2 separate regions of the Drosophila melanogaster genome follow, and region 1 is linked to region 2. A link is a contact called in public Hi-C data. All regions are on one chromosome and are shown on one strand. The core of a region is the stretch at or near the end of the contact, and the rest is flanking DNA. Distances in the headings are between cores, read along the strand shown. Region 1 holds the start of PEK (pancreatic eIF-2alpha kinase). Region 2 holds the start of 7B2 (7B2,).

What was found. Hi-C and Micro-C count contacts between places; a contact is called where the count stands out from the background.
Region 1: a contact with region 2 is called in a Hi-C map of the Kc167 cell line, with 2.6 times the contacts expected there. The contact joins the promoter of PEK here to the promoter of 7B2 in region 2. A contact is called at or near these places in 47 of 107 Hi-C or Micro-C datasets (the Clone 8 cell line, the D17-c3 cell line, the Kc167 cell line and 17 more) and 5 of 6 datasets of contacts at active chromatin or transcription factors (the Kc167 cell line and the S2 cell line).

The regions. Positions count from the first base shown.
Region 1 is chr3R:5,461,302-5,466,014 of dm6, reverse strand. PEK (pancreatic eIF-2alpha kinase) reads left to right here and starts at 1,262. Exons shown (of 4, transcript NM_141281.3): 1 at 1,262-1,800; 2 at 3,206-3,941; 3 at 4,005-4,713. The coding sequence starts at 1,583. RpL35A (Ribosomal protein L35A) reads left to right here. Exons shown (of 5, transcript NM_141282.3): 4 at 1-215; 5 at 284-385. The coding sequence ends at 307.
Region 2 is chr3R:5,374,186-5,379,379 of dm6, reverse strand. It overlaps 7B2 (7B2,), which reads right to left and starts at 2,600. Exons shown (of 2, transcript NM_138986.4): 1 at 2,430-2,600; 2 at 1,405-2,366. The coding sequence starts at 2,448. The coding sequence ends at 1,570. It overlaps CG14667, which reads right to left and starts at 4,358. Exons shown (of 4, transcript NM_001014607.2): 1 at 4,164-4,358; 2 at 3,456-4,102; 3 at 3,280-3,393; 4 at 2,920-3,223. The coding sequence starts at 4,289. The coding sequence ends at 3,097. hd (humpty dumpty) reads left to right here and starts at 4,418. Exons shown (of 3, transcript NM_001316495.1): 1 at 4,418-4,930; 2 at 4,990-5,147. The coding sequence starts at 4,883. kkv (krotzkopf verkehrt) reads left to right here. Exons shown (of 11, transcript NM_206430.3): 9 at 1-313; 10 at 383-484; 11 at 560-1,287. The coding sequence ends at 742.

The DNA of each region.
Region 1 (4,713 bases), core at 13-2,512, 88 kb before region 2:
GCCGCAAGGAGCACGGATCCTTCTACGTTGGGAAGCGTTGCGTCTATGTCTACAAGGCCGAGACCAAGAAGTGCGTGCCGCAGCATCCCGAGCGCAAGACCCGCGTCCGCGCTGTCTGGGGCAAGGTCACCCGCATCCACGGCAACACCGGCGCTGTGCGTGCCCGTTTCAACAGGAACCTGCCCGGTCATGCCATGGGCCACCGCATCCGCATCGTTAGTTCAAACACACCTTTTCTGTCCGACAATTGGGTTGTATTAACATGCCTTCTTTTTTCTTGCAGATGCTGTACCCATCAAGGATTTAAGTTAATATCCGACTTGAATTACTGACCTGCAGGAGTAAAAAATCCGTTTTACATTAAATGAAACACTTTAAATTTAATTAAAACGCAACTTGGCTTTTTTATTAAGGCGAGATACCGATTGAAAGTTGACGGTAATCTGTATATCGATTGATGGCTGTTCGGTTTGACTTTCCCTACTGCAATGAATTATCTTTTGGCGGGACCATCCACTTCGCATTAAAATCCATTTATATTGATCTTAAGTAGCAGATGAAGACGATGGAAACGTTTTAGAGTACGAATTGAATGTGGATTTCGAGACTCTTGGCTAATGTCGTTCCTTTAGATCAGACATACCACTTCTACCATAATAGATTTTAATTAGTTTTGAAAATCTCAAAACTATTTTTTGTATTGCCAAAGTCAACGAATACTGTAGTGTGTACTACTAACGAATCTTTTCGCAAGGACACTAGGGGTGTATGGCGTAGCCTTTCTGCTCGAAAATCATACGAATTCAAGTTTCTGTTAATCAACAATGCGGTTTCTAAAAAAATCAAGGAAATGGTTTCATAGTAATCAAAAGTTTTTTAAAAAGAATAAATGTTGTAATAAACGTTTCTATATTATGACGAATATACCACCTAACATATTTTTAGAAGGTAGAGCATATTTAAATTAAAGTAATGTTTGAATTTCATTTGGTATGTGTCAGAATTATAGCCGAATAGAATTTATTTTTAAAACACGTCGAATAATAGAAGTATTCAATAAGAGATGAGATGGAAATAATACTTCATCTACTTTAATAATTATTGTTAAGTTGTCCCTATTTGTGTCAAAACATGGGCGTCAAACATTGTTTTAAATTAGTTACTGGAAAAGTTTAAAATAGTAAAACCTTAGTGAAACTGTTCCCACCGTGTGTATTTTTTTGGTACTTTTAGGTAATGACGAAATAAACTGTATTGTGGTGTCATCTGTTATTTTAAGGCTGTCAAAACGCGGTCACACTTGCAATCGCGCGTTTTGCGGCCCAATCGGAACAAAAACATAAACTGACCAGTTTTAGTGGATTTAAATAGTGGAGTTGCGATTGATTGCTGCAGGAGCCATCGAGAGTGATGCGGAGATGTGCGCCGACCTTGCCGGGAGCCACTGCCGCCGCTGTTCCACCAACCGACCCCCCGAAGTGAGGTCAACACGTCACCGTTCGAACCAATTAGAGACTTGCATTTCTGCACCGTTCCCCGCGTCCGATCGCCAACGACCAGGATTACGTTATATGCGCGTACGATGCAGGACGACCTGGATGGCATCGTGAGGCATCGTCGCCGGAGCCTGAGCTTCCTGCAGATCGTCACGCTCACTATGGCCGGCCTGGTGGCTTTCGATCCCGCCCAGGTGCTAGCTGGGCACCCAACTACTGATTCGGAGCTCCAGACTGCCGGATCTCCCCGTCCCCCCGGGCTCGAACACTGCGTAGATCAGGAGGAGCGTCGCGTTGCAAGAAGGTACGTACCCTAACCAAAGTATCGGGAGGAATGCACTGGTATCGAATGGATTGTAGCAGAAGAAGAAGAGTGCGTTATGTGTGTGTTATGTTTATGTTCTCGAACATTCGCTAAAACGCGGTGCAAGTGGATAAACGAGCAGCCAGCACCTAGGCAAATATTGCGAAGAACACGTTAGTGATATTTGGTTGAACTACTCGAAAAGTGCCTATTTAATCAGCTAAAACGGGGAATTCGAAGAGAACTGTGGTACGACGGGGGGCCAGTGAAAATACGTAGCTCAAAATTCTCGGCTGATCCGACAAGTTGGTAACATTTGCGACGGCCCTTAGCTTTAAGTACCTTGTCCCGTCTAACACGAGAAATTCGGAGAGCTTCTGTTCAACTTGAAGTCTGGGAGCGATCTGATAATATGAACCCACATGTTTGCACCTTGGCCAACTATGAAAACCCGTAATCAGTGGACGCGCTTATCAAGCATGCGGTGAGTCATTTGCAAGATCTTAACTGAATTTTTGTTTGAGGCAGACGTCTAGATATGTTGTTTGGCAAGCATGCCAATCCGAACTGGTTTCCCCGATTGTTTTGCTTTCCTTTGCGTTTGTGCAAGGTTTTCACTGAATTTCACAATTCTCCCCCCGTTTGCTTTATCCCCCCTTTTTGCGGGCGCCATTTTCGGCTCCTTGGTGGGCGCGACAGAGATGGCGATAGGGGAAATGGAGAGGGGCCAACTGACACTTGTTGTTCCTCGAGTTCTTGTCTTCTTGGCGCAAAAACAGCTGAGTTTACTTCCCATTTACCTTTTCTACGCTGTCAGCTGGGTCTGCCAGTGTGCCCCTTTTCCTGCTTTCCTTTATTCTTGCCCCATGCACCGTGTACCTGGTGACGGAATCGGTTGCAAGCACAAATCAACTTTTTGTATAATTGCAAATTTAACTCTAGTATTTAATCTTTCGAGTTGAAATATTTTAAACAGTTAACCAAAGGCTTACTCACTTACAGAAAATTCAATTTTTACATTAATTGCACGAATAGAAAATATTACATAAAAATCAAATCATTACTTGAATCTATGTATGCTGTGTTTTTTGTTTTTTCTTCAAAATCTTGTGTTTGTTTATTTCAAGCTCGCCCATGGTAATTGGATATTACCTACATAAAGGGTATACGGTATTCTTATATTTAACAAGAACGGCTTTTAAAAACATATTGGCCTCGCCCACTCTAAATTCCACAAGCTACAAAATCCTTGTTACGCTGACACGGTATCATTTAGCGAAAATAACAATTTGGCAAATTCCGCCATTATGGACTATTAGCTAATATGGAGTAGTCGATATTTATTTATTAAATATGGAAATAAAAACATTAAAACTTGGTATTGCATTATTTATTCTATCCACAGACTCCTATACATTTCCACGCTTGATGGTCGACTGAGCGCTCTGGACATCGCCAAGTCCGGCAAACTGCGCTGGAGTGTGCCCACCGGACCGGGGCCACTAATCTCGTCCAGCATCCATCGATTGGAGCTGACCAACAATGGGCAGTTCGTACGCATGATTCCCTCTTTGAGCGGCGGCATCTACAAGTTCGACGGGGACTCCATCGATCCCATTCCAATCACGGCGGAGCACCTACTCAGCTCGAGCGCCAAATTCAGCGATGATCTGGTTATATCCGGAGGCAAGGAGACACGCTCATACGGTGTTTCCGTTCGCACTGGCCAGCTGCTGTATGAATGTTCTCTAAACGGATGTGTAAACTCTACGGAGGAAGGGCTTGCAATCGACGACACCATTAGGGAGCCCGATGAGGAGGATCAGCTGGAGGACGGAGAACAGTTAAGGGACGAGGCCGGCTACATAGTGCGCCATGATCCTCTCCTTGACGACGTTATTATCGTCCGCCGCCAGACACAAACGGTTCGGGCCGTGGAATCCCGGACCGGAGTGGAGCGTTGGAACTTTAGCGTAGGTCAGCATGAGTTGGATCTGGTGAGACCTTCCGAGTGCCAGCTACAGCCGCGCGATGAGCTGGAGCTGGCTGTTTTGGATGTGGATATAAAGGTGGTAGTGCCCGAGGGAATTATCTGCGCCTTCAGCAAAAGTGAGCCACAGACTATGCTGTGGAAGTACAAGGTAAGTGGTGATGGCTTTAATATTAAAGGCAAATTTACTTAGTACTTTTCGTGTGCTTTTCAGTTTGATCACCCAATTGTGAGTGCCTGGAATACAAATGCCGACGACGAATTGCAGCCTATTGATTTGTTTAGCTCGGCCCAGTGGCTTTGGGACCAGGACGAAAATGACACGGAGCTGCCCAATGCGCCACAAAGCCCGCCATCCATCTACTTGGGCATGTACGATAAACAGTTGTATATTCAGGAGTCAATACGTCTACGCCAGGAGATTATGGACCAGACCAAGGTCTATCAGCAGCTTACAGGCGACACCAGCCTGATGCCCAGGATTCCCTGGAAGCCGATATCCGCCAGTAGCAAATCGCTGGTAATCTTCCGGAAAGACCAGGAGGACCCTGAAATGATTGCTGAGGGAGCTGTGGCACAAGGAGGGGAACTGGTGCCCTATGATGATGAAAACTTCGCTGTGGCAGCGCAGTCCGTATTGAATGCATCGGAGTTTGTCAATGGCAATGGTTTTTACTTCTACACCACTGGCGATCTGAACGGCCCGCAAGAGTGCAGTACGCAGAATAATCCAACTGACCTTCCAGCAATCACAGCTCCAACATCGCCTACCAATGCCACATCTGAGGGAACGGAAGCTACTGGAAACCATAGCGTCAACGACGATTTGGGCTTTAGTTTGGATGACATTGATGCGCCTGTAAAGGTTGTGATATTGTCGTTGTGGTTCTGGTGGAAGGAAATCGTGGTCATAGCATTTACGT
Region 2 (5,194 bases), core at 1,351-3,850:
CTACGACAATGACTCCGGTTCCGGGCCAGATCGCATAGCCAGGCGGAAGACCATTCAAAATCTGGAGAAGGCGCGACAGCCACGTCGCCAGATCGGCACCCTGGATGTGGCGTTCAAGAAGCGCTTCCTGAAACTCACCGCCGATGCGGAGAACAATCCGGCCACGCCCATTCTCACCCGCCGCCTGACAATGCGGGCGGAGACCATCCGGGCACTGGAGGTGCGTAAGAATTCGGTGATGGCCGAAAGGCGGAAGTCCGCGATGCAAACTCTGGGAGCAAAGAACGAGTACGGAATCACAACTGGAGCACCGGTGAGATTAGAAAAGTTTTTGGAGAAATTTTAGATACAGGATCATAACTTCTTTAATGCATATATGTAGATTAACAACAATGGAGCTCTGCCGAATCAGCGAAGCGGACGTGTCTCGAATGCAGGCATCAGCATCAAGGATGTATTCAATGTGAACGGTGGTGGTGCCGAGGTAAAGGCCAATTTATAATCATAAAATATGTGTATTCTCATGGAAATATTTTGTTACGTCCGCTTACACTTGCAGCAGATTTACGGCTCGAATGGGGGCGGCACTATCAACCAGGGTTACGAGCATGTGATCGACGAGGACGGCGACGGCAACTCCCTGCGGCTGACCACCAGGAATCCCCATCCCCACCCGCACCACCAGGTCTCCTGGGGCCAGAACACCAACGGCGGCGGCGGTAATGGCACAGGTCGCCTGTGAAGGACCCGCCCATCCTAGACGTAGAGCTAAGTTAGACCTAGGTAACTTGTTAACGAATTCCGCCTCTTTCCATCAACTGCCTAAACTTAAGACTAAGCCAATACCTAGAATTGTAGTCAGAAGGAAGGATTGTGTTGTATAGTATGTATAGGGACGCGAGTGAGAGCCAGGACACTCTGGCTCAGAAGGATCAGGTCGTTCATAAGGCTTCATGGCAACAGAACGAACATTATGCTTAGCTAATCACACTGCCAGTGTCGATGTGTGCCAATAATTGGGTGGCTGATCGCCCACTGTGGCAGCAACATTCATGCGATGTACTATACTATCATTTGTTAGGTTATCTTTAAGTCAATACCCGCGTGGATCATCCGAAACACGCGGCCAGTGCATGCTGACACAAAATACTCAACGTGGAGCTGAACCGCAGTGGCCTATTTGTACACTCGACGACATATCGAGGATAGTTCTTTTTAAATGAATAATCATTGATGATTTGATGGATTGTAAAACTTTTTAAAACAATAAATAGAAGCATCAAACAGATATTCGATATTTCTCACTCTCATCAAACTTGGGTCATCCCAAGGATAAGCTACATCCGAACCCACCTTCGGTAGTGGAGACCCTACCCCAAGTTTAGACCAATACCCGCATATTTTCGGCTTAGAGCCCTGGTACTATACGAATAACTTTATTTTCGGGAAAGGGTAGAAACATTACTAGACATCGCTTGCGGGACAACATTGATAACCAGCTATGATAGATAATAGTATTAGACACCCATATGGAAACGTCGTGTATGCTCGCGTTATCAGCGAGTTACCTTAGTGGAATAAAAGGTTGCCCTTCTTGGCGGCTATGGGCAAGCGGTCGCCCTGGAGGAACGGGTTTATGACCGCGTCGTCCAGCCGAGGATCGGGCATCACAGGATATCCGGCCTTCTTAGCCAGGCTGTTAACGTTGTTCAGGCTGTTCTCCTGGCCCATCTGCATGATGTACTGCTCCACGGCGGAGTTCAGGTCACCCTTGTCGCCGCCCACATCAGCACTATCCTGTTCCGAGCAGTCGAACATATGCTCGTTGTCGCAGGTACAGTCCTGAGCGGCCTGGAACTCCCGGCTGAAGATGGCCGTGTTTTCGAAGTCGACAATGCAGCTGCCGCCTTGCGTCTCCATGTCGTAGCCCTCAGGGCAGGGATTAGGAGGGTTGCAGTAGGCAGGCAGGCCGGCGTCGTTCTTCACTATAGTGGGATACCTGTTGGGACCCTCTCCCATTCCGCCGGAGATGAACTGGTGACCCCACAGCGAACTGTGCTGCAGAAACTCGTCATCCCGCAGCGAAGGATGGGAGGCAGCTCCCGATGCCGAGCCCGATTGCAGGATGCAGTCGCTTCCGCCGTCACACAGCCTCGCGTACTCCGACCGGGAGACCAGGTCCACGTTGTCCTTGGAGCCAGCGGCTGCCTCGTTGCCCACGTCGTAATAGCCCACCTGCATGTCTTTGTCCATGCGATTCAGCAGATCCGTCATCAAGACATCGGCAAGAATATCCTTGGCGCTATAGGACTGCACCTGGTAGCCACTCAAGGCGACCACGAGCATCGCCACCATCATGTACACACCTGGAAAAACATGGGCTATTCTCTTACCTCACCCACCTATAAATATTACTTCAGCAGACTTACTTTGCGAACGGAACAACATATTGCGATTCCAAGCGGTTTCAACCGTCCACGTCGAAGTTTGGTAAGGTATTGATTTTTCGGCGGCAGCTGCTCCGATTCCGTGTATATACTAACGTGACGTAGGGCTCTGTGCTTCGTGCGGCGGCTACCAGTTGAATTTGCGAAATATACGCAGATCCAATCGAAGCTGCCTTATGGCAGCCACAGCTGAAAGGACGCATGCGCCGTACTCGAAAGCTCTTTTATGTTGAAGCAGTCCTGTGGGGGGCCGAGAATTAGATTAGCGCCAAACTGCTGGAGCTGAGGTTTTCAGGCCTCTTTAAGCTTTATTAGTATAAAATGCTGGAAGAAAATAAGAAAACTTAGTCGCTAAGAAAACTTTATTTTCTTGAATTGTATGACTAGAGGTTTATGTTACACGGTAATACGCTATAAATTTCCATTCCCTCCTTAATTTAAAAGTATGAACTATAAAAAATGACTTGAAAGTAAAACTGAAGGAATTTTATTTTCAATAAATTAAAAATACACTTATAAAAAAATAACATTGAACCGATACTCCATTGTCGAATATTATGGTAGCGAAGTAGTAAACTGAACTACTCAATTATGATTTATTTTTTTGACCTTAGCATTTACTTAGAAAGAAGGTGGTAATAATTGAGGGTTAGGTTGCCAATTCGATGAAATCGAATTCATCCTGCATATATTTGGCAAGGCGCTTATGCGGTGCTGTTTTTGTATGGGCCACCAAGCCTCGGCGAGTTATAAAATCCATGTTGCAAGGCTCACACCTAAACGCAAAAAATACGATATTAAGACATATGACTGCGCAAGCTGACAAGCTTACCTGAACTTTCGGATTTGCTTTGAGTGTGTCGAAAAGTGGTTCTGCAATTCGGAAACGCTGCTGAAGATCATTCCGCATTCTAGGCATGGATAAGGTCGTTCGTTCTTATGGGCTCTAAAATGAAATTGGAAGTTGCATATAGTGCTGCGCTAGCATTCAATTCCCAGCCTCCTTACTTGTCGTGCCGCAACTTAGCGCCCAGAGACGCGAAAGCCTCGTGGCAGATGGTGCACTGGAACCTGCGGTTAATTAAATGAACCTGGGTGCGATGCTGCTTGAGAAGCGCCTTCTTGTTAAAAGTCTGTGGGCACTCAGGGCAGGGGAAGAACTGGTTCATATCCCGCCGGTTCTGGTGCCCATTTAAATGCTCGGTGTACAGGAACGCATCGTGGAACAGGGTTCCACACTCGTCGCAGATAAAGAAGTTACTGCGCCTCTTGGCGGCCCGCTCCATTTCCTGCTCCTGTAGATCCTCCTGCTGCGCCGCTTCTGCTGCCGCCTCTGCTGCCGCTATCACAGCGGCAGAGGGGTCGTCATCCAGCTCGATTTCCTCTAGGTCTTGGTGTTCCTCTTTCGTGCCTTGATAACAAACGTACTGGTCGTCATCGTAGTGCGTCTCCAATTGATCCGCATCGATCAGTTGCTCGTCCAGCGGCTCGGAACTAAGCTCAACGTGAACAGTGCTTTGATCACTGGTCTTCTTTATGATATCCAGCAGGTACTTTTGCGAGAAGATGCACCGCTCGCGGAACTTGGTGGCCAGGTCCAGCTCGGAGAAGCAGCGCTCGCAAACAATCTCCGGCAGCCCCTGGTTTCTTGTCAGCTGAACAAATTCCAGGTAATAACAATTGTTGGCGCGGTCGGAAGCTGACATAACGACCTACCTCCACTCCCGTGATTAGCTTCAGTTGACCCAAATATTTTCCCCGCATGTGAATGAATATGTTGCGATCTCGCTGGTGGCCCATAATTTTGTTGGCGCAAATACGGCAAACGTCGGCGAGGTTCATTGTTTATCAAGTTAATGTGTTTACTTTTAGCATAAAACGCAGCGACGGAAAGTGTTACCAGATCATAAAACAGTTGGAAAAACGACAGTGCTTAATCGATTTGTTATCGGTGAATCCGATAGTCAGATACATTTTTATAGCGCAAAAAGATTTTTTATTCATTTGATTTTATTAATAGTTAAAACGATACAACATGCGCTTGTTTAATTTAGGTTAGAAGCTTGTAAATCCAAAAAGAACCATTAAAATTAAAAAATCAAATTCGATGCCCAACAATGCCATTGTTAACCAACATAGCCCCTGCAGCCAGTGATATACAATTTAAGTTAGTTTCGTTTTGTAAACTACTCCATCTATTATAATAAATAATTAGTTAAATTGTGAGATTCGTTTTATTTGCCGACTAACGATATTTTTGGGAATTGAACATGGGCGAAAATAGCGAATAACGAGCTAATCAATCGAAAGATTTCACACCCCTAGTTGCGCGCCATAATTTTTTGTGATATTTGCAAACGTTTTGAAGATATTTGCAGTTCACAAAGTACTTAAATAATCCGTGAAGGTCCTGTGCGCGAACCAAGACATTGAACATGTCCACCGAAGCGAGTGTGGCTTCCAAATGGACGCGCCCAGATGACGTGGGTAAGGACTCGGAGGAGCACCTGCCCGCCACTAATGTTGTTGTTTCGTTTTCCAGTTCATCAAACTGCAGCGGCTCAAGCAGAAGAAGAACAAATTGGCAGCCCGCGTGAGCAACAACAACAATAGGCGGCCAAGACACCAAGTGGATGAGACGGATAAAAGCAAGCTACTGGAGGCTAAGCTCGCCCAGAAGCGAAAAAATCCGTTTGCGAAGTGAGTTTCCCTCTCTCTCGCTCTCCCCAAAATCCAATTACTGACTC